Linked DNA regions of Sus scrofa: all the other regions are linked to region 1. A link is a contact called in public Hi-C and HiChIP or PLAC-seq data. All regions are on one chromosome and are shown on one strand. Each heading gives the region's core, a stretch centred on a gene start, on an enhancer-like site or on the middle of the called end of the contact. The rest is flanking DNA. Distances are from core to core; before and after follow the strand shown. Region 1 holds the start of AGBL2 (cytosolic carboxypeptidase 2). Region 2 holds the start of NUP160 (nuclear pore complex protein Nup160). Region 3 overlaps NUP160 (nuclear pore complex protein Nup160). Region 4 overlaps MTCH2 (mitochondrial carrier homolog 2).

Region 1 (6,570 bases), core at 1,692-4,191:
AACCTGCAACCTCATGGTTCCTAGTCGGTTTCATTAACCACTGAGCCACAATGGGAACTCCCCCGCAAACATTTCCGAGTGATGTCAGAAAAGTGGCCAAGGCTGCTCCCATGGCTTCTTCCACATAAGGCAATGTTCTCTGGAATACCAGGAGCCATAGCTCAAGGTAGTGAGGGTCCTGGGGGGTCATACAATATTGATTATTACTCACATAGACGTTTCTCCTTTTGCAAGGGGTCTGGCATCAAATCATCTCTTTTTCCAAAAGAGCCACTCAACAGGTATCCAGGATTATTCTTCCAAACATGCTGGTGTGCAGCAGAGTTCGGTAAACTGCCTCTCTGTGCTAAGAATAGGCAGTTTAATGAAAGGTGCTGGAAGGCTAATTCATCACCTCTAAACGTCTATGTCAACACCCAGACCATTACTAGCAAACTGCCTTCTATTCACCACCTGCTACCACAGGCCTCTCCAAAGAATACACCCCATTTTCCAAAGAGCTTTCACGTTTCAATTTATTTAAGTTAAACGCCATTTTCTCCATTTCATAGTGAGAAACTGGAGAAGCAGTATGGTCAAGTGGAAAGAGAAAGGGTTTGGGAGGCAGAAAGACTCAGCAGCTATGAGGCCTAGTGAAGGCCAGTACTCAGAGTGGAAGTGGGGCACTCAGAGTGGGAGCTGCTTTGTCCTGAGGGCTCTCCTGAATCTGGTAAACTGGAAACTCGGTTTTTAAATAAATTAGTAAGCACTTACAAAATAAAATCATTTAACAATGTTGCTAGAAATAAAATCAATATAAAAACTTAAATTTCATTTCTAGATACCAGGAACAAAGTTAGACAATCAAAAATTTTAAAAATACCATTTGCAACAGCATAAGAATATACATTTCTATGAAAAAGATTATTAATCTTTACTGGGAGACATTAAGGGAGACCTAAGTAAAGAGAGAATTAGGCTATATTAATAGATCAGAGAACCTGGTATTAGAAAATTCTCCTTTCTTGTCAAGTTTGATCTACAGACTCCATGAAATCCAGTAGCTTTTTAAACATCACAAGCCAATTCTAAAATTACATAAAATGGCAATAGCCGAGACACTTTTGAAGAACAATAATATGGGAGGACATGTCTTTCCAGATATCAAGACTATTTTAATGCCATGTGGTGTCATTAAGAAAGGGTGGTACTGGAGTTCCCACTGTGGCTCAGTGGTTAATGAAACCGACTAAGAACCATGAGGTTGTGGGTTCGATCCCTGGCCTTGCTCAGTGGGTTAAGGATCTGGCGTTGCTGCGAGCTGTGGTGTAGGTCGCAGATGAGGATCCTGTGTTGCTGGGCCGTAGGCCAGGGGCTGTAGCTCTGATTTGACCCCTAGCCTGGGAACCTCCATATATCACAGGTGCAGCCCTAAAAAGCCAAAAAAAAAAAGTACTTTTCACTAATGGTGATGGAAAAACTCATCATTAGTTGATTTAAGCATAACTCTCCCAGTTAAACAATTCACTTTATGAACCCGGGAAAGGTGATGCTAGATAAGAGTGAGCTATTACCTTTAAAGTAACCATAGTACTGGAGGTGATGGTACATAAAATCTTCATAGGGATCAGGAAGAGTCTGTAAAATGAAAGACCATCTCAATCAGGAAAGAGCTTTCATAATAACAAGCATAATAGTCTGTCATAAGAGTAATACTGACTCTTGGAGTTCCTGTCGTGGTGCAGTGGAAACGAATCTGACTGGGAACTGTGAGGTTGCAGGTTTGATCCCTGGCCTTGCTCAGTGGGTTAAGGATCTCGCGTTGCCATGAGCTGTGGTGTAGAGGTGGTTGAGATCTGGTATTGCTGTGGTTGTGGTGTAGGCTGGCAACTGCAGCTCTGATTAGACCCCTAGCCTGGGAACCTCCATATGCTGTAGGTTCGGCCCTAAAAAGACAAAAAATAAATAAAAAAAAATAATAATACTGGCTCTTAACCAAAGTACAGAAGCATTGTTACAGAGGACACTATACCTAGAATTTCTGTAAACAAACCAAGTGAAACACCTTTACGCATATTATTCCATCTTTGGGATCAAGATCTCCAGCCAGAAAAAGGTGCCACCAGGATATATTTTCTAATCTAGTACTGGATTTCTGTGGTGTTTCTGGAGAGGGGTATTACTAACCTTCGGCTTTGGCTCTTTTTCCAATGCTGGGAACATGTTACTTCTACATGGTATGCTGAAGACCAGTCAGTGACACGGCGTCCAGCCACACCCTTGCCCAATTTCCAAAAGGCACCTGATTATTAGACAGATGAAGCTAAAAAAACCACAGGAGGACAACCGAAAAAACTCGAAATACGTCCACGCCCCCTGTCGCCTTGCTCTCTTTTCTGCTAACCCACCCGCTCCTCAAACAAGGACCCAGCCGGTGGTGCCCACCGTGAGGCCTGAATGCGCACCTGATGAGGAAGGGCGGCTTGTCTTCAAGCCTCCTTCTCCCGAAGCCCCAGGACTCCTGCCGGCCCCATTGCTTTCTTCTCCCTAAGAAGGAGCTGCCTACCACCAGGACGCCGCAGGAAAGATTAAGAAAAAGGGATGGAGGGATCCGGCGGAGTCGTCTCTGTGGACATGGAAAAGAAAGATCAGGGGTCGGGAGAGTGGGCTCTTAAAACGAATTCAGGGTTTCAATGTTTCCTTATCTGGGAGAAGGTGGCGAAAGACAGTTTCCTGAAGAGGCGCGGGAGCGGGCGTAGAGATTTCCTAGGAGGGGACAGGGGAGACTGGCTACCCTAGCCAGTCGGGCTAGCAGGGATGGGCGCGGCGCCAACAGCAGCAGCAAAGGAGCCGGAGCGAGCCTGGAGGCACCGCAGCGCTCGGCGAAGACGAAGCGCTCGCCTTGCTCGCTTGCCACAACTTTCTGCAAGGGCCTGGGTAGCCTAGCAACCGCGAGGCGGAAGCGAGAGGGCGGGGCAGCTGGGCGCTTCCGGGGAGCGAGGCCCCAAGGAATAGGTGTGGAACCCGGATGAAGTCGATCACTTGGCGGGGGTACCAGTTTCAGCCTCATTCCTCGTTTCGCACAATATACTGCAGACCCGCTTCGGGGTATTCGAAGGTATATTAATGGGCAAACACAACGCCAGTAGTGCTCAACATACTCCAAACTTAGTTGCTATTACTTAGCTAGCTTTAGGGAAACTGTTAAGTATTGCTCAAAGAGAGCGGCTTCCTCTCTCCTTCCACCTTCCTAGGCTCTCCATCCCCTGGCTAGACTTGAAAAACAAGTTAATATGCTCCATTCTGGTAGGATAGAGACAAGTATGTACTCTGCAGCAATTCTTGGAAGTTTGGAAAACTGTTAGGCAAAGCAAAAGCTTTAATGGCTAGTTGATAGCCTTTATTTTCAGAAATTTGCTCTCTGCAAATTGCAAGAAAAACAATCTATATACAAAATGGTCACCCTAATATTTGCATAATGGTAAATAAAAAACAACACACTAGCATACACAACACTGATCCGACAACTGCATGCATATAAATATATTGGAATAAAATTCTAACTATTGTCTTTGGTTAACTTGGTATGACTATAACCATAAGTATTACTTTTGAAATCAGAGGAAAAAATATAAAGCACCTTTATTTTTTTTTCAAACTATTAGCCACATTACATCATTTCCAGGATTTAAGTAGGCCAAATATCAGTTAATATTACAGAGTACAAGATCCAAAATTGAAGTCATACAGTACCTTTTGGTACTAGAGGACTGTTTTTCTAATCCTGTCCCTAACTCCTGAACAAGATCTAGACATTCTTGACAAGATCTTGACATTCTTTTTTCATGACAGGACATGTCTGCCCATGTCTTATACTGTAGTTGATTATAAAAAAATTGACTTAAGTCTTGGTTAACATAATCATGGAGTAATAATCAAAACAGGAGCAAAAGGATAACCAATCAGAAGTATAAAAAAAGCTTTATTAGTGCATATGTACAAATTTACAAGGTCAGAAACTGGAGAAATACAAACAGCTTTAAAACACAATTTGCTTTTTCTTCAGTTTAAAGTGACTTTTACCTGATTGTGATACAATAGAAAGTACAGAAGAGTAAACTGCTTTTTAAATACTGGAATTTTATGGAGAATACATTCACACATAAAAGGGAGGTGAACTTTGGACCAAGTCAAGAAAATGGAAACACATTAATACATGGAGTGGCTCTTATTACGTTTACTGCCACATATGTAAGGGGGAAATTCTCATAATCAAGGACATGAACACCTGCTGCCGCTGCTGCCTATATTGAAATTTAAATGTCACCTAGTATGTGAAATGACTGAGCTATAAGTTCTAGAATCTGTGGGAAAGAATACTCTGAAGAGTGTGGCCATCTGTTAGTACCAGGTGAACAACCTGCTATACTCAGCACTTCAGGCATGGCAGACTAGAGGAAGAGGTCAGAAAGAGATTCCTATAATCCCAGTTAAGCAAGGTAGAATACAGAGCTGCCTTCTTAATTGCACTTGTTCTGAAGAAGTTAATGAGAGAGAGCGCCACACTAGGAAATACATTGCCTCTACTGGGCAGGAAAATCATTCTTCCTTAGTGGGTCCTCTACAGAGGTGTCATATTCATGAGCCATATGTTCAGACTGATGAGGTTAATGGCTCTAACGTGCTGAATTTGCCAGTGTAAGAATAAAGGCAGCCAGGTCAAAGCATTCAGTCACCTCACCTTTCAGCAAAATAGAGAAATTACACTTCACGAATGTGGGAATTTTGTATGTGTATGCTCTTACCCAGGAAATGCATATGCTCTCCCTCATAACATTTCTAGTTCACTGACAACAGTAAAACTGGTTAAGACTCTGAACTGAATATAGATATATAAAAAAAAATCAATAATAAAAATTTAAAAAGAAATTAAGAAACTATGTGTTTGGAGCCATTTTCCTCCTCTTCAGTCTTGCTCGCCAATCTTCAGGAAGGGCTTCAAAATTTGCATTTCTCTCTGCCATGCCACTGTGAAAACAATATACAAATTACTTCACTAGGAAAAAAAAGAATGGAACTATTCATTTCCTAGCAAATAAAAACTAACTGAAACCTAAAAGCTGACCTATCACATCTAAGCTTACGAAAATATCTCAAGATTCTCAGCTAGGTAGCAACATACTCTTCATCAAATATCTTAATTCAAACGGGTCAACCAAACACAAAACACTCTTTCTGTTTAGTTTCACTCATGTTAGTGCTTATTTACTTTTATACCTCCCCAGTAACAAAGCCATACTGAAGGAATACAACACATTCTTTTTTTCTTTCTTTTTAGGGCCTCGCCTGTGGCATATAGAAGTTTCTAGGCTAGGGGTCAAAGTGAAGCTGTAGCTATTGGTTAGAGCCACAGCTCTGATCCAAGCCCCATCTGTAACTGTGGCAACTCTGGATCCTTAACCCACTGAGTGAGGCCAGGGATCAAATCTGCATCCTCATGGATACTAGTAGGGTTCTTCACCTGCTGAGCCACATGAGAACTCCACATAACATTCTTGTAAAAGTCTTTCTTGGCCCCTAGGAGTTATGATTCTCTGTCACTGATACATTTTAACTCACAGGAAGATATATCTAACCTTCAACATACCTATCATAAATAACCCACTGTGCCAAGGTGGAAACTCCAGACCTAATGTTTTTCAGATTCTCTTTCGATCAGTTATAAATAGGACTGATCATTTATGGCTTATTCAATCATTTAAAAACTGAGTAAAACTCAGATTCTAAGAGGTCCCATTGTGTCCTCAAAGATGTGGGTTTGATCTTTGGCCTTACTCAGTGGGTTAAGGATCCTGTGTTGCTGCAAGCTGCAGCCTAAGTTGCAGATGTGGCCCAGATCTGGTGTTGCCATGGCTATGGCACAGGTGTGCAGCTACAGCTCCAATTTGGCTCCTGGCCTGGTAACTTCCATAGGCAGAACATGTGACCATAAAGAGAAAAAAAAAAAAGAAAAAGAAAAAACTGAACTCAGATTCTACCTTGCAGTTACCAGAATGGATACTTTGGACCCTTTTATAAATCTAAAATAACCTAAGGTAATGACAGGATCTTTGTAACTTCCCATCATCTTGAAATAGTTTTCTATTTCATCACTGTAGCCTGTGCCACACCTGCAGCAATGCCAGATCCTCAACCCACTGCCACACAAAGGGACCTCTATTTATTTTAAATGTCTGTAAATTTGTAAAATTTATCTAGCTACGACCACCACAACCTGCTCCATCTGTGGTCTCTTTTCTTTTACCTGACCAACTGCTGCTGTTTCCATTCTTCAATTCGCTTCTGTGCGGTTGATTCCCGGTCTTCCTCACTGGAGCTGGAGTTCTCCTCTTCATCTAACTCACGCTGGATACTCTGCCACTTCTTTACCAGAGATGGCATTTTGGTTTTACTCTTCTTTGACTGTAACAAAGGTTAAAGGTCAGATGGAATATAATAAATAAAACAATGCAATGAATCCTGCAAATGAGATCAGGAGATTTCCTTAGTTCTAAGGAATAACCGAACTTTAAAATCAAAGGAAGAGTGGAG
Region 2 (6,570 bases), core at 1,913-4,412, 93 kb after region 1:
TTTGTTATTTCTTGGGCCGCTCCCACTGCATATGGAGGTTCCCAGGCTAGGGGTGCAATTGGAGCTGTAGCCACCGGCCTACGCCAGAGCCACAGCAACGTGGGATCCGAGCCGCGTCTGTAACCTACACCACAGCTCACGGCAACGCCGGATCGTTAACCCACTGAGCAAGGGCAGGGACCGAACCCGCAACCTCATGGTTCCTAGTCGGATTCGTTAACCACTGTGCCACGACGGGAACTCCTAAAAGAATTATTTACATCTCTCCCAAACCCATATTCCATATGTCAGTATCTGGTTAGTCATATGGGAAACCAGGGAGTTGTCCTTGCTCCCTTTTTCCCTCACCATTCTGTACCCCATATTCAGTCCACTACCAGGTCCTAATGAAGCTACTTTCTTTTTTTTTTTTTTTTTTTTTGTCTTTTTGCTATTTCTTTGGGCCGCTCCCGCGGCATATGGAGGTTCCCAGGCTAGGGGTCGAATCGGAGCTGTAGTCCCCGGCATACACCAGAGCCACAGCAACGCAGGATCCGAGCCGCGTCTGCAACCTACACCACAGCTCACGGCAACGCTGGATCGTTAACCCACTGAGCAAGGGCAGGGACCGAACCCTCAACCTCATGGTTCCTAGTCGGATTCGTTAACCACTGCACCACGACGGGAACTCCTGAAGCTACTTTCTAAGTGTATCTTTTTTTTTTTCTTTTGGCTGCGCCCAAGGCATGTGGATGTTCCCGAGCCAGGGAATGAACCCACACCACAGCAGTGACAACTGCTGGATACTTAACCTGCTAAGCCACATGGGAACCCGGGGGCCTGTCAGGAACTCCACGTGTATCTTGAGTCCATCTAATTCTCTTTCCCTAGCCAATCCCACAACCAGCATATCTTACTTGGTTCACCATGAAAGCAAATTCTTCTTTCATACTGTACCCATCCAATCCAAGTCTACTTTCCACAAAGTAGACTGATTATTTTAAAGTGTGACTTTGACCATGTTAGTAACACTTTAAGACTCTCCAATGACTGCTCAATGTACTTAGGATAAAAATCCCAAATCCCTGAAAAGGACCTGAGGGTTCTTCTTGATCGGAGTCCTGCTTACCTCCCTAGTCTCAGCATCACTCATATCACTTTCCATTTTGCCCAATGCACTTATGCCGCACAGAGCTTCAGTCAGTTCTTCAAATTTGTCAAGTTCTTTCCACCTTGTGGACTCTCCATTTGGTGATCCCACTTGCTAAACTGCTCTCTCTCCCAACTCCATGCCTAGCTAACCTTTCCTCCTTCAGATGAAATGTGACTTACTTCAGGCCTTCCCAGACACGCCAATTACATCTGATTTTCCCATTAGCTTCTCATACTTTTCCTCTGAGGGAAGTATGAAAAACTTCATTTACATACTTATGTGGGGTCATTAGCTTAATGGCGTTTTGGGGGTCACACCTGAGGCATGTAGAAGATCCCCGGCCAGGGAAAGAATCTGTGTCACAGCAGCAACTTGGGCTGTTGCAGTGACAATGCCAGATCCTTAACCTGTCGCACCACAAGGGAACTCCAGCTTAATGTCTTTTTCCTTCTCAAAACTGCCCCATGAAAGATGTGTCCACATCTATTCTTACACTACTATATCTTGCAGGATGAAAATGGAGACTGTTTTTGTTCATCCCTGCACTCCTAGAACACCTAGCAGTGCTTGACATGTAAAAACTCAAGACTAATTTGTAGAATGAAGGAAGCTTAAAGCACTATAAAAATATAACGGCTTCATGCTTAGAACTGATCTTTGGGGCTTTACCCTCGAAGCTACATTTCTTCTTTTTAGTGCTGCCAGGGAGGGCACCTCTTCCAGAACTCTGTGCCTGCTTAATTTTCCACTGACTCAGATATCAATAGGAAACAGTCTTTCTCTTTTCCTGTCTATAACCACTTCGGAGAATAAACGACACCTTGGGAACAGTCACGAAAATTCAGCCGCCGAACAAAACGCCCTTTCGGGAGATTTGACAAACACAGCACTTACCAATGAATGAACCTGTTTCTGGTGACGGAGAACAACTTGCCACTTTCCACGTAGTAGAAGCCTCCCGCGCTCTCACTGTATTTCACAGCTCCGGCCACTGCATTTGCAGTTCCTGCAAAAGAAGAGTGGTCACCCTTGCACACGTGGTTCTCAGGGGATGACACGGACTGAGGGCGCTGAGAAAGCAGAGGGTGACAGACTGAAAATCCATGCAAAAAGGGGAAAAAAAGAGAAAGAAGTAGAACACTAATGAAGCTCTGAATCCGGGGCTGGAGGCATGTGGGCTCAGGAGGATGAACTGGAGGACAGAGATTTAGGGATCCACGGGAAGATCCCGAGGGCAGGAGCTGCATCGAGCCCTACTGGATGCTTCCGTACCAATGTCGCAAACTGCGAATTCCCGAAAGTGCCTTGGCCTTTCGCGCTCAGCTCCGCTGAGCTCTACGAAGCTCCGTTCCATGGCTCCCGCCGCCGCCATCTTCCCGCCGCCGCCGCCGCGAGGCCTGACGGGACACCAGCCCAGCCGGGCGGCTGTCGTCACTTCCGGGGGCGGAGCAAGCACAGATGCGGACAGGTGAAGAAACCCGGAAAGGTCTAGGGCCTGTCCGACCCACCGTTGTGAGGCTTCCACCGAGCTGGCCGGAGACAGGGTGGGCAAGGAGGAAGCCAGATGAGAGGAGGCAGGGGGAGCTTGCAGGATCTACCTGCAGGAACCTTTGCGTGTCCGGCGAGGAAGCCCCAAGGGGCGGTGCCATTTTCCCGGCGGCCTCAGGGAAGGGGGCGGAGCCGGGTTTGTTTCCATTTTAAAAACTCCGGCGCGGGCAGCGGCTGGGCAGAGCCTCCAGGGAGGGGCGAGGTCCTAGGAGGCCACGCAGATGGGCGCCATCTACTGGATTTCGAGCTTTTGATCGCCTCTCCTTGCTTCCCCGTGTTACTCAGTGAATCTCCGCCTGGTCTCCTTTTCTTCACCTTTCAGCGACGTGGGTTGGGGGCGGAGTGAAGGGCAGAGTGGCCTTTTGTGTTGGGTTTTTTCGAGAGACTGTATTCGTGTGTTCTTGTATAATGAAGCATAATGTGTTTAATTAAACATTGATGCAGTTACCTGCTTGAAGCCCCTAAATGCTACTCACTTGCATACGTGAAAGAAATTTCCTTTATCTTCCATTTGTGATCTGTTTGGAAGGTCTTGTGCTTTACCTGCATTTAGGGCAGAGTAGATGCTGGATTTGGAGGAAAATGCCAGTCTTCAAGGGGAAAGTTAGTCTAAATCTCATGTATCAACATGACAGATTAAAGACGACCACAAATTCTTTGACTTTTTCCCATCAGGAGGTGGGTCTTTGTCCCTTCCTCTGGAATCTGGGAGGGCTCTGTAACTGCTGTAACTCATTGAACACAGCAGAAGTGACTCTGTGCCAGATTAGCCTTTTAATTTTTTTTTTTTTTTTGGGTCTTTTGTCCTTTTTAGGGCCGTACCCACGGCACATGCAGGTTCCCAGGCAAGGGGTCCAATCGGAGCTGTAGCCGCCAGCCTATGCCACCGCCACAGCAACACCAGATCCGAGCCGCCTCTGCGACACCACAGCTCATGGGAACGCCAGATCCTCAACCCACTGAGCGAGGCCAGGGACCTAACCGGAAACCACATGGTTCCTGCTCATATTTGCTTCCGCTGCACCAGGACAGAAACTCCCAGACTAGCCTTAACAGAGTCTGTTTCTCTCTTGGAGTGCTAACTAGGAGGGAAGCCATCTAATAAATTCAGCTATCCTGGGGTTGCCATCCTGGAGGAATCATGGGGAGAGACCACATGGAAGGGCTCTCAAGTTACTTAAAGTGAGAGATGTCTGGTGAGAGAGTCAAAAGTCACTAAGTTTGGGGTAATTTGTTAGCCAGCAATAGATATCAGGAACATTCTCTTGTCTTTCCTTTACATTCATACTTTTCCTCAACAGTCTTCCACATTTCATTCTTAGATAATGGAAACAACTCCAGTTGATCTTATTTTGCTGTTGTTCTCCCTGCCTCTCCATTTTACAAATACACTCTAACTGTTCCTAAACACCACTTACATTTTGTTTCTTCTTGTTTCACAAAATACTATATGCTGGGTGGCTTAAACAGCTAACACGTACTGCACACAGTTTTGGAGCCTGGGAAGTCCAAAATCAAGAGACCAGCAGATTCAGCGTCAGGTGAGAGTCAGCTTCCTGATTTATAGACAGCCATCTCTTGTGCCGTGTCCTTAAATTGTGGGGATTTTTTTTGTTGTTGGTTTGTTTTTGCTTTTTTATGGTTGCACCTGTGGCATATGGAAGTTCCCAAGTTAGCGGTCCAATTGGAGCTGCAGCTGCTGGCCTACGCCACAGCCGCAACAGTGCCACATCCAAGCTGCATCTGCGACCTGCACCACAGCTCATGGGATAAAGTGGGTCCTTAAACCCACTGAGCAAGGTCAGGGATTGAACCTGCACTCTCATGGGTACTAGTCAGACTCTTAACCCACTGAGCCATGATGGAAACTCCCTGTAGGGTCTTTTTTTAATAGGGCACCAATCCCTTTTTCGTGAGGGCTCCACCCTCACAATTGAATCCCTTGGGATGGTAATTTATAATAAGAACATTATATTTGGTCTTTGTCCCTCTTCCTGTCACAGAGAACCTGAAACTCTTGTAATTCCCTTAGTGATAAGAGGATGACTATCCTATGTTATGTTAATGAAGTCATTTTTGGAAAGTTTCTAGGTAACCTGAGGTTGGGGGCGGGGGCAGTGATTGCCAGGGGAAACAACCACTTGATTAGAGGTTTGGAACTTTTAGCCCTACCACCCCAACCTTTGGAGATTAAGTTCAGTTAACAGTGGCCAATAATTTAATCAGTCTTGCCTCTGTAATGAAGCCTCCAAAAAGCCAGAAGGATGGGGTTGAAAGCTTCCAAGTTGATGAACCAGAATACATCTATGTGCCAGGCCCTAAACTCCATGGAATAGAAGCTCCTGCATTTGGAAACTTGCCTTACGTATCTTTTCATCTAGCTATTCATTGTATTCTTTAATTCCTTTTCTGATAAATTGGTAATCCAAAAAAATAACCTGGTTTCTTGAGTTCTGCGAGCTGCTCTAGCAAATTTACCAAACCCGAGGAGAGCATTGTGGGAACCTCTGATTTATAGCCAATCAGAAGCAAAGGTGAACACCTGGACTTGTGATTGGCATCTGAAGTGGGGGCAGTCCTGTGGGTCAGCCCTTAACCCACACAATCTGAAGTCAGAATTGAATTAAACTTGTGGAACGCCCGGTCACTATCCATGGGGAATTGAGTTAGCTACTTGTTAGTGCAGAACAAACCCACACACGGGACCTCCTCAAAGCCCCACCTTCAAATACCATCATATTAAGTTCAACAGTTTCATCTGGGGAGAGTGGGTAAACATTCAGTCTATAGCACTTCTTAAAAACTTTCAGGGACTCCTGGTGCCCTGATTTTCAAAGTCTTTGTCCCTAATTAACTTTTCTTCTTTTAATTTCTGCAGCTTCTTGAAGGAGAAGCCCTTTTTTGGTCCCCACTATATACTGCTGTCTTCATACAGCGGGAGTCCTAACCTGAATCCAAGTGAGAGTCAGTCCTGTCTGAGCACATCTGTCAAACTGGTGCTGATGGACATGCCAGGAGACTGAACAGAGTATGGGGAAACATTTTGCCTGAGGGGAGAAAGCACCTATTACAATCTGATGCCCTGAGACTGAGCTGTAGGTGGAGGGATCATTCTAAGTATAGCGAGATTTATCTCCCTGTCCTCTCACACTGGAGTTGACTCTGGAGCCTATGGATGCAGAAAAGGAACTATATTGGAAAAGAGGCAAGTTCTATGAGACAGCAAGGGCCCAAAAGTGCTGCCCTGAGATTGCTCTCACCGAGCATGCAGGAGAAGGCGAGAGCCAGCACTCCCTCCTACCCCCTGTGCACATGACCCCAGCCTGTTTAAAGGCTCTCACATGGAGTTCCCGTCGTAGCGCAGTGGTTAACGAATCCGACTAGGAACCATGAAGTTGCGGGTTCGGTCCCTGCCCTTGCTCAGTGGATTAACGATCCGGCGTTGCCATGAGCTGTGGTGTAGGTTGCAGACGCGGCTCGGATCCCGCAGCGTTGCTGTGGCTCTGGCGTAGGCCGGTGGCTACAGCTCTGATTCGACCCCTAGCCTGGGAACCTCCATATGCCACGGGAGCAGCCCCAAAGAAATAGCAAAAAGACCAATAAATAAATAAATAAATAAAGGCTCTCGCATGAAGCCTGAATATCAGAGGGATGTCAGGAATTGGTGTTCAGTAGAGCAGGGGTGGCCTTTCAAGGAGCCTGGAGCCTGGCGGACACAGTTGGTGGAGTTCCTTACACTACTTAGAAATGGATTGTTTCATAAGCAGATTATTTCATGAACACAGACACCCCTGGATAATCCCAGAAATGTTTGAGGGACTCTTTAGCAGGGACTGAGAACCTGTCTGAGTAGGTGGGGACAGAAGTAAGCCGAATTTGTTCACGTTTTT
Region 3 (6,570 bases), core at 2,034-4,533, 72 kb after region 1:
AGTTTCAAAAGAAAGATGCCACCTAAAAGATGGAGATTAAACCTGATCCAATACTGAGAAGAACTTTTAAATGAAGTTTGAAACAAGTCTTAGAAGAGCTGATGAGAAATCTGTCATGGAGGCAGAAACAACTAGATAGCTATCTGTCAGAGAAGACTCAGAAGGTACTTTTGCTTTGTGTGGGAGGTCAGATCAGAATCTAAGGAACCTGTCAATTCCATGGTGATTGTTCCATTTTAAAAATGAAGCTGGGGAGTTCCCATCATGGCTCAGTGGTTAATGAATCTGACTAGGAACCACGAGGTTGCGGGTTCCATCCCTGGCCTTGCTCAGTGGGTTAAGGATCTGGCGTTGCCGTGAGCTGTGGTGTAGGTTGGCAGCTACAGCTCCAATTAGACCCCTAGCCTAGAAACCTCCATATGCTGCGGGAGCAGCCCTAGAAAAGGCAAAAAGACAAAAAAAAAAAAAAAAGAAGCTAGGGAGTTCCTGTTGTGGTGCAGTAGTTAACGAATCTGACTAGGAACCATGACGTTGCGGGTTCGATCCCTGGCCTCGCTCAGCAGGTTAAGGATCTGGCATTGCTGTGGCTGTGGTATAGGCCTGCAGCTACAGCTCCAATTAGACTTCTAGCCTGGGAACCTCCATATGCTGTGAGACAGGCCCTAGAAAAGGCAAAAAGGCAAAAAGGCAAAAAGCCAAAAAGCCAAAAAGCCAAAAAAAAAAAAAAAAGAAGCGAAGTGGTAATTTTTTTTTTGATGCAAACAGCAAGAGGATTTTTATTCCGAGCGCGCTGGGGCCCACAGTCGTACGCCACGCAGGGGTAGAGGACTGCGGCCCCGAGTGTGGAGTCGGGACAGCTTTTATGGGGTTCACAACAAAGCCTGCGTTTTTACAAACTAATCATTTTAAAATATCACAAACCAGTCAATTCAAAACTTCGAGAGCCCGCGCTTCATGGACCAATTAATTTTAAGTTGTTCTGGAGTTACGTGTTTGTGCCTGTCCCTGGCGAAGTGGTAATTTAAGGAAACCTAAGTGACTTTAAAGAATCCCTTTGGAAAGCATTAAGCACCTCTAAAACCACTGGCTTTGAAGGCTTCGCCTGAACCTGATTCAAGTCAGATCTTCACTATACTGACAAAAGAGTGAAAACACAGTACCATCAAAACTATCCAAGAAAACATTTAAAATTTCTTTCATGTATAGAGATTATATGGGGTGTAGCATGGTATCTTTTTACAATGGTGTAGGCACAGGTTTTTCTTTTTTCTACTGGCATGCTTCACTAGTCATTGGAAAAGTGCCCCCAATCTTATCTCCTTGCTGGGAGTCTGATTTTAATGGACAGAACATTAAAAAAAAAACTTACAATCATATCTATAAACACATGTACATGTGATTGCAAAAATGTGTGGTGTTTAGTATATGCAAAACAATAAAAATTAACAGTAATCATGGGTTATGTAATTATAGTAATAAAATAAGAGATAGTCTTAAATAAATACTAAATATTTTCTTACTTACCTGTAAAGCTTTACATAAAGCTGCATTTGTGAATCGTCCTGGTGTAAAAAGACTACGCAAATACATTTCCTGTTAGAACATTGAAGTAAGAATTAGTATCATTCTAAAAAAAATAAAATTTGGAAAAACCCAAGAAAGAATTCAACACGTTAGCACCGAAGCCTGCATTTCTATTACATGAACATGGGAATTTTGACCTGATGCATTTGAGCAGCAAGTGGTAGAGCAGTCATATTTTCATGCTGAGAGTGAAGCCTCCAGTGTCTTTGAATCAACCAGATGTACTACACTGAAAATTGTGTGTTTCTCATGGAGCACTTCAATGGGTTCCACTGGAAAACACAATTTGTCAAATGCCAATCTACTGGTGAATCTAGTTTATAGCTGATAAACAAGAGAATAATTAAACTAAGCTGGGTCTACACCATCCACAAAAGAACTCATTTTATGGTTCACATATAAGGAGTACCCATTGTGGCTCAGTGGAAATGAACCCAACTAATATCCATGAGGACATGGGTTTGATCCCTGGCTCAGAGGGTTAAAGGATCTTGCGTTACTTTGAGCTGTGGTGTAGGTAGAAGACGCGGTGTAGGCAGAAAAACAAGAATTTATTAATTAGCATTCGGTTTTGGCTTTTAAACAGAAGTATCAATAAACTCTTGGGATTAAGTTTAGTAATATTCAAATGGAGTATAACCTTTAGAAATTACAGATCATTATATTGTATACCTGAAATTTATGATATTATACATAAATGTATTTCTTTCATTTATCTTAAGGATGTCCCTAAAAAACTGGGAGATTGGCCTGTTTTGCTATTTACTGTATTACCTTACAAAGTTATGTTCTTCACAGCACATACCTCTATCAGAATTTATCTGATCTCTAGTTTACATGCGTGTACTCCCACGGGTGGTATACTGTCGTGCCTGGCCAGAATCCACTTCCCCTTTGTCATTATTAGCAAATCCCTCAACTCTCTCCGGAAAATCATTCCTCCCCTACCCATACTCAACTGACTTCACCCTCCACAATAGTAAAGCCCAGGCTGGACATGTTTCTCATGTCAAACCAGAATGTTCTATTCCTTCTGACCAGAGGGACTATGTCAGGAATTAGCACTTGATCAAGCCAGGCCAGTGTCAACTCCAGGACTTGGGACAGAAGTGTTCTCTTTCCCCCGGGGCCGCTAAGTTCACAGAAGGCAAGTTCCCTTGGACAATAAACCCAACAAGGAGGAAAGCAGGAGAAAAGGAGAGATCAGGCCCCAAAGGCACTGTTCCAGCCTTGGCTGAAAACAGGTAACTAAATTTCTCAGCTGCACAGGCCGATGCATGTTCTCCTTTTAAGCTTAAGTCAGTTTGGCATTCCCACTGTGGTGGAGGGGAAACGAATCCGGCTAGTATCCTTGAGGATTCAGGTTTGTTCCCTGGCCTGGCTTAGTGGGTCAGGGTTCCAGTGTTGCCATGAGCTGTGGTATAGGTCGCAGCTGTGGCTCGGATCCCAGGTTGCTGTGGCTGTGGCTCGCAGCTATAGCTCCAATTCGACCCCTAGCCTGGTAATTTCCATATGCCAAGTGTGGCCCTAAAAAAAAAAAACAAACTTAAGTCAGTTTGAGATGGGTTTCTTTTATCCGAAGCTGAAAGAGTTCTGCTAATTTAACTGGTTCTTTTCAAAGTAATGATCAGGGTAGCTCACCCTCCTTAACGTAAGATCCTTACACAAGACTTGAGCATTGCTGGAGTTCCTGTTGTGGCTTGGGGGGGTGGGGGGTGAAGAACATGACTAGTATCCACAAGGATGTGGGTTTGATCCCTGGCCTGGCTCAGTAGGTTGAGAATCTGGTGTTGCCGCAAGCTGCAGCACAGGTTGCAGATGCGACTTGGATCTGGCGCTGCTGTGGCTGTGGAGTGGTCGGGCAGTTATAGCTCTGATGCCACCTTAGCCTGGGAACCTCCATTTGCTACAGGTTCAGCCCTAAAACAAACAAACAAATAACAAACCCTCCAAAACATGAAAGTCTTGAGCATTGCTTACTCTGGGGTCTTGATCATCTCTGATAATGATTTCTTCCTCTGGCAGAGGCTGTATAAAAACTGGATTCCACTGACCTGCAACATTACTACAGAGAGAAAAAAAGCCATCAGTCTACTGAAAGATGATGAATAAAAACGAAGCTTCTATTGTTGACAGTATCTGGGCAAGGAGGGTCCCACCACTGAATCTCTGCAACTATTGCTTGGTCAATTCTATTACAAATGTTTCCGAATTCCCTGGTGGTTCAGTGGGTTAAGGAACCAGCATTGTTACTGCCTCGGCTTGGGTTTGATGCCCGGCTTGAGAACTTCGGCATGCCGCGAGCAAGCCCCACCCTCCTAAAAACAAACAAGATCTTGGATTACAGAAGCACTCTCACCTCTTCTAATAGGTACCCTGAAATTAAAACTCTAAATAAAAATCTACAAATAAAAAATCTTCATTCTGCATTTACTATATACTGGACATTACACTAGGTGCAGTTCTGGATATTACCCACGTGTGCCTTAGGATAACTCTTTAAAGGATGCATGACCACATTTCAAAGATATGGAAAGTGAGGTTTAGGGTCTCACAACTAGTAAGTTGTACAATCAGGATTCAAACTCTCACTTGATCTCAGATTCTTTTTTTTTTCTTAAAAAAAAAAAAAAAAAAAAACCCCACTTTGCTTGAATGCCGTCTACAAGGAGTACTCTGTTTTCTAAGGTGTGGCTCAGGGCCAATGTGGGAACAACCATTTTTTTTTTTTTTTTAGGGCCACACCCACGGCATATGGAGGTTCCTAGGGCAGGGGTAGAATCAGAGCTGTAACTACTGGCCTTCGCCATAGCAACGCAGGATCCGAGCCACATCTGCGACCTACACCACAGCTCATGGCAACACCGGATCCTTAACCCACTTAACAAGGTCAAGGATTGAACCTGTGTCCTCAAGGATGCTAGTCAGATTCATTAACCGCTGAGTCATGACAGGAACTCCATATTCCTACAATTTTATTCTAGAATATAGGGTCATGAGGGACCCTTGGGTTCAATTAGTTTACTGCTGACTCTTGAAAAATTCGGGGTCAGGGATGCCGAGCCTCTGTGCAGTTGAAAATCCATATACAACTTTTACTTGGCCTTCTTCTACCTGAAGATTTAAGCAACCACATAACCAAATAGTAACGTTGATACTTCCTACTGAAAAAAACCTGGAAGTTCCCGTCGTGGCACAATGGTTAATGAATCCAACTAGGAACCATGAGGTTGCAGGTTCGATCCCTGGCCTCGCTCAGTGGGTTACCAGCGTTGCCTCGAGCTGTGGTATAGGTCATAGACGCAGCTCGGATCCCAAGTTGCTGTGGCCCTGGCGTAGGTTGGCAGCTACAACTCCGACTAGACCCCTAGCCTGGGAACATCCACATGCCGAGGATGTGGCCCTAGAAAAGGCAAAAAGACAAAAAAAAAAAAAGGAAAGAAAAAGAAAAAACCCTGTGTATTAAGAGGACTCATGCAGTTCAAACCCATGTTGTTCATTTGATGGTCAACTGCAGTTGCAGAGATGTCAAGCTTTGTTCCAGGTAATATTCCACAGGTGTTTCAGGGATTATGCAAGTGTTTGATTCAAAATTGATTTTTTTTTTTTTTTTTTTTTGTCTTTTTGCTATTTCTTGGGCCGCTCCCGTGGCATATGGAGGTTCCCAGGCTAGGGGTTGAATCACAGCTGTAGCCGCCGGCCTACACCAGAGCCGCAGCAACGTGGGATCTGAGCTGCGTCTGCAACCTACACCACAGCTCACAGCAACGCCGGATCCTTAACCCACTGAGCAAGGGCAGGGACCAAACCCGCAACCTCATGGTTCCTAGTCGGATTCGTTAACCACTGCGCCACGATGGGAACTCCCAAAATTGATTTTTAAAATATATTTTGTAACTATTAAAGTTTTTAAATGGGAAGTTCTCGTGTGGGTTAAGGATCCCACATTGCTGCAGCTGCGATGCAGGTCACAGGTGTGGCATGGGTTTGATCCCTGGCCCAAGAACTTTCACATGCTATGGGTATGGCCAAAAAAGAAAAAAATTTTAAAATACCATGCATGTTATATCAGATACCAAGTATAGCTGATATTAGAGATTACCAACATGTTAAACTGTTATTGTTTTATTATTTATTTATTTATTTATTTATTGTCTTTTCTAGGGCTGCGCCCGCCACATATGGAGGTTCCCAGGCTAGGGGTATGTAGCCACCAGCCTACACCAGAGCCATAGCAACGCCAGATCCAAGCTGAATCTGCGACCTACACCACAGCTCACAGCAATGCCAGATCCTTAACCCAATGAGTGAGGCCAGGTATCGAAACCAAAACCTCATGGTTCCTAGTTGAATTCATTAACCACTGAGCCATGATAGGAACTCCGTGATATTGTTCTAAACTAATAAAATGTTGAGTTTGTTACATATTAGAGTTGATTATCTTTTAGAAAAAAGGGTTTCCTGCCCCCCACCTTTTATGGTCTTTTTAGGGCCAAACTTGAGGCATATGGAGGTTCCCAGTTAGGGGTCCAATTGGAGCTGTAGCCATTGGCCTACACCACAGCCACAGCAACAGGGGATCTGAGCCATGTCTGAGACCTACACCACAGCTCATGGCAAAGCCAGATCCTTAACCCACTGATGGAGGCCAGGGCTTGAACCCACATCCTCATGGATGCTAGCTGGGTTTGCTAACTGCTGAGCCATGACAGGAACTCCAGTGTTCTGCTTTTAAAAAAAGTTTGAAAAGCATGTTACTCGTCCATCTATTTCTTATGATGAGGAAATTGAGACCCAAAAGGGGCTACAGTATTCTATGGAAGTTGTGGGTGCCAGAATCAGTCTTTGCTCAGAAGCAAACACGCAGATTAGTAGTATTTTGCATATGTGCTATCTCTCCCAAGAAATACGGTATTTTTTTGACCTCATTCCAACTCTAAGAATCCTTACTTTGTCTTAACACCGTAAGGTAACAACACAATGCAA
Region 4 (6,570 bases), core at 2,282-4,781, 70 kb before region 1:
GATACTAGTCGGGTTCATTAACCGCTGAGCCACAAATGGAACTCTTTAGGGGGCCTGTTTTAAAGGGCTAAATATAGTAATTTTTTTCCCACAGACACCAGAGAGAAGTAATGCCACTGTGTAGGCCTTGAACTCGGTGCTGGATGTAGTCCCCCACCCCCTTTTACTTTTTGCTTTAGGGCCACACTTGAGGCACATGGAAGTTCCCAGGCTAGGGGTCACATCAGAGCTACAGCTGCTGGCCTAGGCCATGGCCAAAGCAACTTGGGATCCAAGCCACGTCTGCAACTCACAGTAACGCCGGACCCTCAACCCACTAAGTGAGGCCAGGGATCAAACCTGCATCCTCATGGATACTAGTCAGATTCATTTCCGCTGCACCAATACGGGAAGCCCTTGTAGTTTCCCTTTTCAGTTTAGTGCGCAGTATTATTAGCAGCCTTGGGGGAGGAAGAGTTTGAAAGCAAAGATCTCATCAGGTTGGGAGGACTATGAGACTTCACTAAAAGATGGCACTAGAACTGAATTTTACTGTACAGGAAAACTTCAATGGGAAGAGGGGAGGGAGGATATTTCTAAAGTAGGAGATCACTGCAAGGCGAGGGTATGTTTAGGTAACAGTAAGAAGCTGGGAAATAGGACTCTGTTTAAAGTTTCCTTTATCCTATGGTTGCTTACCTACTCTGGCACTTCTACAAGTACCCCAAAATTCCAGAACACCCCCCCACATTCCTTTCTTCAATCAAGCTTCAATGACCATCACTGCCCAGACGGAATATTTCCTGGCAACTTAGCTCGGTACTGCCGAGGCAAATCACTCGCCCAGTTTCTCAAGTGCAGCTTACTAGATAATTTGCATTATGCTTACATTATTTACACATATAATGGGACAGTTCATTATTTCTTGCAAGTGTATCTTAAGAGTACCTACCTGCATTTGCCAGCCCCTCAATAAACTTCAGATTTCTGAATATGTTAATGGCTTATAGAATTTTATGTAGGACCACAGGTATAGTACCTTTAATGGACGTATAGCTTGGATGCAGTGAGATTCATTAGCTAGTACTTTGAATAATCCCAGGCCTTGTTTTTGAGCCCAACTTTCATAGGCAAAAGCGAAGCCTTGGCGCCCTCTAGGGGAAGACTGGTTCTCACAGTCAGACAAGCTTCTCAACAAGGCAGGCGTGTGTGAGAACAGAAGCCACAGGATAATAAACATGGCACATTTTCCTAGATCATCTTTACTTGGAGATTTTTTTGGGGAAAAGAAGTAGGTAATGCAAAACATTTTTATATTAAAACAAATGCAGATAAAATTGAATAGAATATAAAATTTACATTACTTTTTGAGACAGAGACATCAAAGACATTTCAAGGTAAGCTACCCATGAGCTTCAGGCTATATTCCTAAACCTGGGGGAAGGAGGAGACCCTGCATGCTCTAATGTTGTGGGTGCTGTTGCTTTGATAGGGAAGTAGCAAATTCTTCTGAGAAACAGCAAATTAAATGCTTACTCATTTGGCAACATCCCAGCGGATTACTTAAATAAATGAAACCAAATGCTTTCTCATTTTTGAGCATTTTAACCTGCTTTTAAAAGGCCTGAGTAAATAAGAGCTTTATGCTTGAGTGGAAATTTATTTCCATCAAGAGTGATTTTTTTCCCCCTCCTGCAAATGTTAACATGCCTAACAGAGGGTATGACATGCGAGGAGGTCAAATATCCTAAAACCCTGTGGACTTAAGTCTGTCTGCATTACCAGATATGAAGTTACAAGAACACCTTCCAAGGGTGTCATCAGGAATGAAAAACAAACTACTCACCTTCTGCAACAAAAAAGGAAACAAAATAAAAAACTGAAGATTATATACAATTAGAACTGTATAATGATGTAATTTACGGACTGACAAAGACTTAGCTCTTAGAGAAGGGGGCTAATGCTATAGTATTACGACAATAAGAATTGCTTTTGGAAAAAAAAAGTCATTATGCTTCTTTCCCAAATCTTACTTATTCTCTATAATTGTACTTTTTGCTGTTGTTGGTGACAATTTCCTGCTTTGCAATAAATAGACGACCAAAGGCATGGGTGCCTCATGCGGAGATTTTCTAAGGTAAGTCAGCAGTGTATTGTCCATTTTTGAAGTTTGAGAGACAAGGTTAATCAAATAAGCATAGAATGGGAGGCAGATCCTGGTGGATTCTGCTGAGTTTTTAGGATCTACAAAAGAAAAGGGAATTTATAACCTCCCATATCGTTTGCCTTATTAATTTTCTTAAGTTTTACAGAACCATTTCTCTTTCTTCTTGGGACTATACTTTTCATTTTAAAAAGCCTTAAATTATGGCTCAAATCACAGGACGACCTGCCTATAACTTTAGGTAAATGCAACATTTTTCTTGAAGTAAAATAGTCTGGAGCAAAAAGGTCCCATCTCAGAATAGTTAAAGGGGGAATCTCAGTAGTTAATTATGTTGTACTGGAAAAAAAGAACAAAAAAGGCAGACAACAAACACCTCCATTTTCCCAAGATTAAATGATTATTAAAAAAGCGCACCACACTGTATAGAAATCAACATTCTCTCCCATAATTCTGTGCATCTGGGACTATAGAAATGTCACTGTCCCTGCCCCACATCTTCAAATTAACATTCTCAGGTCACAACAATAAGTCTTCCCAAAGGGGACCTTCCGGAAAAACAAGCTATTTCCTCGGCTCATATTTCCCTGGAAAAAAAAAATAAAATAAATACAAATAAAGTCTAGTGTGAAAATGAGGTCAGCCAGTCCAAATCAGCAGAGACATCCAACTGGACATGTTTCTGGGAGACGTGACTAAAATGACCCGGATAAAACTGGGACCATCACCAGAGTAGCAATTTCTATTCTCCGACACAAGCTGAGTTTGCATGGAACTAACTGCTTTTACCACACAGATTAAGGCAAGAATTTCTTTTTTTTTTTTTTTTTTTTTTGTCTTTTTGCTATTTCTTGGGCCGCTCCCGCGGCATATGGAGGTTCCCAGGCTAGGGGTCGAATCGGAGCTGTAGCCACCGGCCTACGCCAGAGCCACAGCAACTTGGGATCCGAGCCGCGTCTGCAACCTACACCACAGCTCACGGCAACGCCGGATCGTTAACCCACTGAGCAAGGGCAGGGATCGAACCCGCAACCTCATGGTTCCTAGTCGGATTCGTTAACCACTGCGCCACAGCAGGAACTCCAAGGCAAGAATTTCTTACTTATCTAAACAGAATTCCCAGTTTGGATTCTGGCTCTGCCGCTTGCTATCTGGGTTATCAAACTGGTCAATACATACAAAGTGTGGAGAACAGTGCTAACACACAGGAAGTGCCAGTTTTTATTTGTTTTGAATGGAACGGTCTGGTTCCTAGGGAATACTTAAAAACTTGTAAAATTAAAGCAGTAATGTTGTGAGCTTAAGGGAGGAGACTCTCAAGTCAGAGAGCCTGCATGTAGATCCTACTCTCCCAAAGACAGGCTGTGTAACCCTGGGTTACTCAATGGGCATTATATAACCGTTCAAAGTCCCAGTTTCTTCATAAGTGAAGTGGGCTCATCAAGAACGGTATCATCCCTCACATGGTTATTCTGACGGTTACCTGAGCTGATACATGAAAAGCTCTTAGCATGATGCCTGATATACAGCAGATGCTCAAACTATGCTGTTGTCTTAATCACTTCAAGGACCAACTGTTCCCTAGGTAAGGTATCAGATACTCTAGTAATTTTCTATCTGCTTTCTTTCCACAGCGAGGGATTAGTTAGAAAGTTGGGAAAGAAGGACCACTTTACTTTTAAAGGGGGACCACAAAAGGAGACTGTCCAACAGAGAGTGTAAAACTCAGAAGGAAACCCAGAGTGTTGCTGTTAGGTGTGTCCAGCACCCATTTAAATGTCCTTCCTGTGTACAGAGAGGGGCTTGCTGGGCATGATGAGCAAAAGTCCCTCCAGCTGCTGGCAGGCCTTTCCATTCAAAGTTCAGGCTGGGAAGCCTGAGCCCTGTGAACAAAGGCCTTTGTCATATGTGTCATTAGTGGTATAATACAATGTAACAAAGAGCTTCCTCATACACTTTCTTCTACCTACAGTCCTTTAAAAAGTGCTTCCCACTCAAAAACCGCTTTCAACTGAGGGCCATTTTAGGTGATTCCATATTAAATTTAGCATACAGCCATTCATCGTTTTGGTTCCTGATAAAGCTTTGCCTAGACCGATCAAGAATTGTGGGTTGTAGATGACTTACTTCATAGCAATGACAAACAATAAATTGGAGCCTGAAGAAAGTCATTTACTATTAAGACTCTAGAAGTAAGAGATCAGCTCTATCAACATCATTGTGATAAATAATGTCATAAATAACTTCTTATTCCTCAGTTTCTCTATATACTACAGGAAAATGCTTGAATATATTAGGAGATTCTGAAGTTATAAAAAAGTGAGGCTGGAAAAAATAATCTGAAATCGAGGATGTCTTTTTTTGTGTGTGTCTTTTTGCCTTTTCTTGGGCCGCTCCCGTGGCATATGGAGGTTCCCAGGCTAGGGGTCTAATCAGAGCTGTAGCCACCAGCCTACGCCAGAGCCACAGCAACACGGGATCCGAGCCACGTCTGCGACCTACACCACAGCTCACGGCAATGCCGGATCCTTAACCCACTTAGCGAGGCCAGGGATGACACCCGCAACTTAATGGTTCCTAGTCGGATTCATTAACCACTGTGCCACGACGGGAACTCCAAGGGCATCATTTTAACATCAGGATAACCGATTCCTCAGAACTTATTTGTAATTTGAATGTGATCTATGCTGAACCGTCTAAATCGAATAGTTTCTAGATCACATCTAGGGATTTCTTATTTCTTTATTATCCCTTCTGATGATTTCTAAGCAACACATTTTACTACTACGCCAGAGGGACACATGGAACACTGTAAAAGATACATTAATTGGTAACCACAGGATGACCTACAAGAATTAACCTGGGGTTCCAGAGACATTTAAGAAAACAAACAAAACCAAAATAAAATAAGAGGAGCAGGGAGAGAGAGCGGGAGGGAGAGAGAAACAGAGAAGTACCTCTTTTTGTAGCATGCACCAGCAATCTATCCAAGAAGTATATATTGGGGAATAAGGAGGGGATCCACCAGCAAGCCTGGAATAGAAAAAAAGATTAGCTATTGAAGGTAATAGTTACAAAACATTCTCTCAAGAGTTCAATAAATTTTTGTCAAAATATTCTACCTAGAAGGTTCCCTGAGAGGCAATTTAACTTCTAACGAAACAAATTCTATTGGAGCAAGGGAAAGACTGAGCATCCAAAAGGCTTCTCCCCTGTATACATATACGACGTTATATGTTCCGACACACTACATGATTTATAGTGCCTGTCTCTGCAGTGTTGAATAAAAATATTATCATTTTCTTCTCTTTTCTGTATTTTCTAAATTTTCAGCCATGATTATGTGTTACTTGAATAATAAAATAAATCAATATTTAAAACAAAACCAAAAAACCCAAAAAGGTTCTCCCTCCCTTATATTTAGGTTTTGAATCAATACATAAACAGAACTTTCAATCCAGCATGTATTTTTAAAAACATCTACGTTTTAATTTGTGGACAAATGAAGTTCTAAAACACAGAAATTATAGGATGAAAGAGCAGGGAAAAATGATTTAAAAACTAAGTGGTATTCAAAAGATCCAAACGTGACCATGGATATAAGCGGGCTCCAAGCTCTTACTCAGGTATAACCCATAATCAGTTCCTCTCTATAAGACTGTAAACAGCAGTAATACATCTAACTTATCCTTCAAGTCTGCTCTGGGCTAAAATGTGGCAGGTGTTCCACAAATCACCAAACCAACAGAATATAACGTGGTATGTGCTCAAAACTCTATCCAGCTACCTATTTGGCATCTTGTTTGAAAACTGTCACATGTCTAATGGTATACTGTGTCAGTCACTGTATTGGAACAGACTTTTGAATTAAATCAAGAGGCAAGGAGTTCCCGTCATGGCTCAGTGGTTAACGAATCCAACTAGGAACCACAGGTTGCAGGTTCGATCCCTGGCCTCGCTCAGAGGGTTAAGGATCTGGCGTTGCTGTGAGCTGTGGTGTAGGTCGCAGACGTGGCTCAGTTCTGGCGTTGCTGTGGCTCTGGCGTAGGCTGGTGGCTACAGCTCCGATTGGACCCCTAGCCTGGAAAACTCTACCTGGCCCAGGAACTTCAGCATGCCACAAGCACAGCCAAAAAAACAAAAGAAAACAAAAAAAAGCCAAAACTTTCTCCATGAAGCCCCTGTAAAAAACTGGTATGGGCTGTTGTTCAATCCCTGACATGCTTTTTGACACTTTCACAAAAGAGAAAATAAAGATTTAAAATAAGGGGTGGGGGGAGAAGGGAGTGGGATGGACTAGGAGTCTGGGGCTAATAGATGCAAACTATTGCATTTGGAGTAAATAAGCGATGAGATCCTGCTGAACAGCACAGGGAACTATAACCAGTCACTTATGATGGAACATGATGGAGGATAATGTGAGAACA

The links. A called contact is a pair of places that touch in the nucleus more often than the background predicts. HiChIP or PLAC-seq counts read pairs in DNA pulled down with a chosen protein or histone mark.
Region 2: a contact with region 1 is called in an H3K27ac HiChIP or PLAC-seq map of alveolar macrophages. The contact joins the promoter of NUP160 here to the promoter of AGBL2 in region 1. A contact is called at or near these places in 2 of 47 Hi-C or Micro-C datasets (embryonic fibroblasts and epiblast stem cells) and 1 of 2 datasets of contacts at active chromatin or transcription factors (alveolar macrophages).
Region 3: a Hi-C map of alveolar macrophages shows a contact between it and region 1, with 1.5 times the contacts expected there. The contact joins the enhancer-like site here to the promoter of AGBL2 in region 1. A contact is called at or near these places in 1 of 5 promoter capture datasets (fetal liver) and 5 of 47 Hi-C or Micro-C datasets (alveolar macrophages, embryonic fibroblasts, epiblast stem cells and 2 more).
Region 4: a Hi-C map of liver shows a contact between it and region 1, with 2.5 times the contacts expected there. The contact joins the enhancer-like site here to the promoter of AGBL2 in region 1. A contact is called at or near these places in 1 of 5 promoter capture datasets (liver), 2 of 47 Hi-C or Micro-C datasets (embryonic fibroblasts and liver) and 1 of 2 datasets of contacts at active chromatin or transcription factors (alveolar macrophages).

What each region holds. Positions count from the first base shown.
Region 1 is chr2:14,929,559-14,936,128 of Sscrofa11.1, reverse strand. It overlaps AGBL2 (cytosolic carboxypeptidase 2), which reads right to left and starts at 2,941. Exons shown (of 15, transcript XM_021083073.1): 1 at 2,445-2,941; 2 at 2,167-2,281; 3 at 1,554-1,617. The coding sequence starts at 2,202. It overlaps FNBP4 (formin-binding protein 4), which reads right to left. Exons shown (of 17, transcript XM_021083063.1): 16 at 6,284-6,441; 17 at 3,942-5,007. The coding sequence ends at 4,917.
Region 2 is chr2:14,836,648-14,843,217 of Sscrofa11.1, reverse strand. It overlaps NUP160 (nuclear pore complex protein Nup160), which reads right to left and starts at 3,162. Exons shown (of 37, transcript XM_021085052.1): 1 at 3,157-3,162; 2 at 2,405-2,726; 3 at 2,027-2,138. The coding sequence starts at 3,162.
Region 3 is chr2:14,857,779-14,864,348 of Sscrofa11.1, reverse strand. NUP160 (nuclear pore complex protein Nup160) reads right to left here. Exons shown (of 37, transcript XM_021085052.1): 11 at 3,565-3,649; 12 at 1,525-1,593. Among named protein-coding and RNA genes, the nearest start is that of NUP160, 21 kb to the right of the region's middle. Within about 2 kb of position 3,283, at least 2 of the 83 cell types and tissues checked have an H3K27ac peak or open chromatin away from gene starts, as enhancers often do. A contact at or near this core is called in alveolar macrophages, where this site is marked.
Region 4 is chr2:14,999,867-15,006,436 of Sscrofa11.1, reverse strand. It overlaps MTCH2 (mitochondrial carrier homolog 2), which reads right to left. Exons shown (of 13, transcript XM_003353877.5): 12 at 5,101-5,176; 13 at 1,223-2,730. The coding sequence ends at 2,644. Among named protein-coding and RNA genes, the nearest start is that of C1QTNF4, 17 kb to the left of the region's middle. Within about 2 kb of position 3,531, at least 3 of the 83 cell types and tissues checked have an H3K27ac peak or open chromatin away from gene starts, as enhancers often do. A contact at or near this core is called in liver, where this site is marked.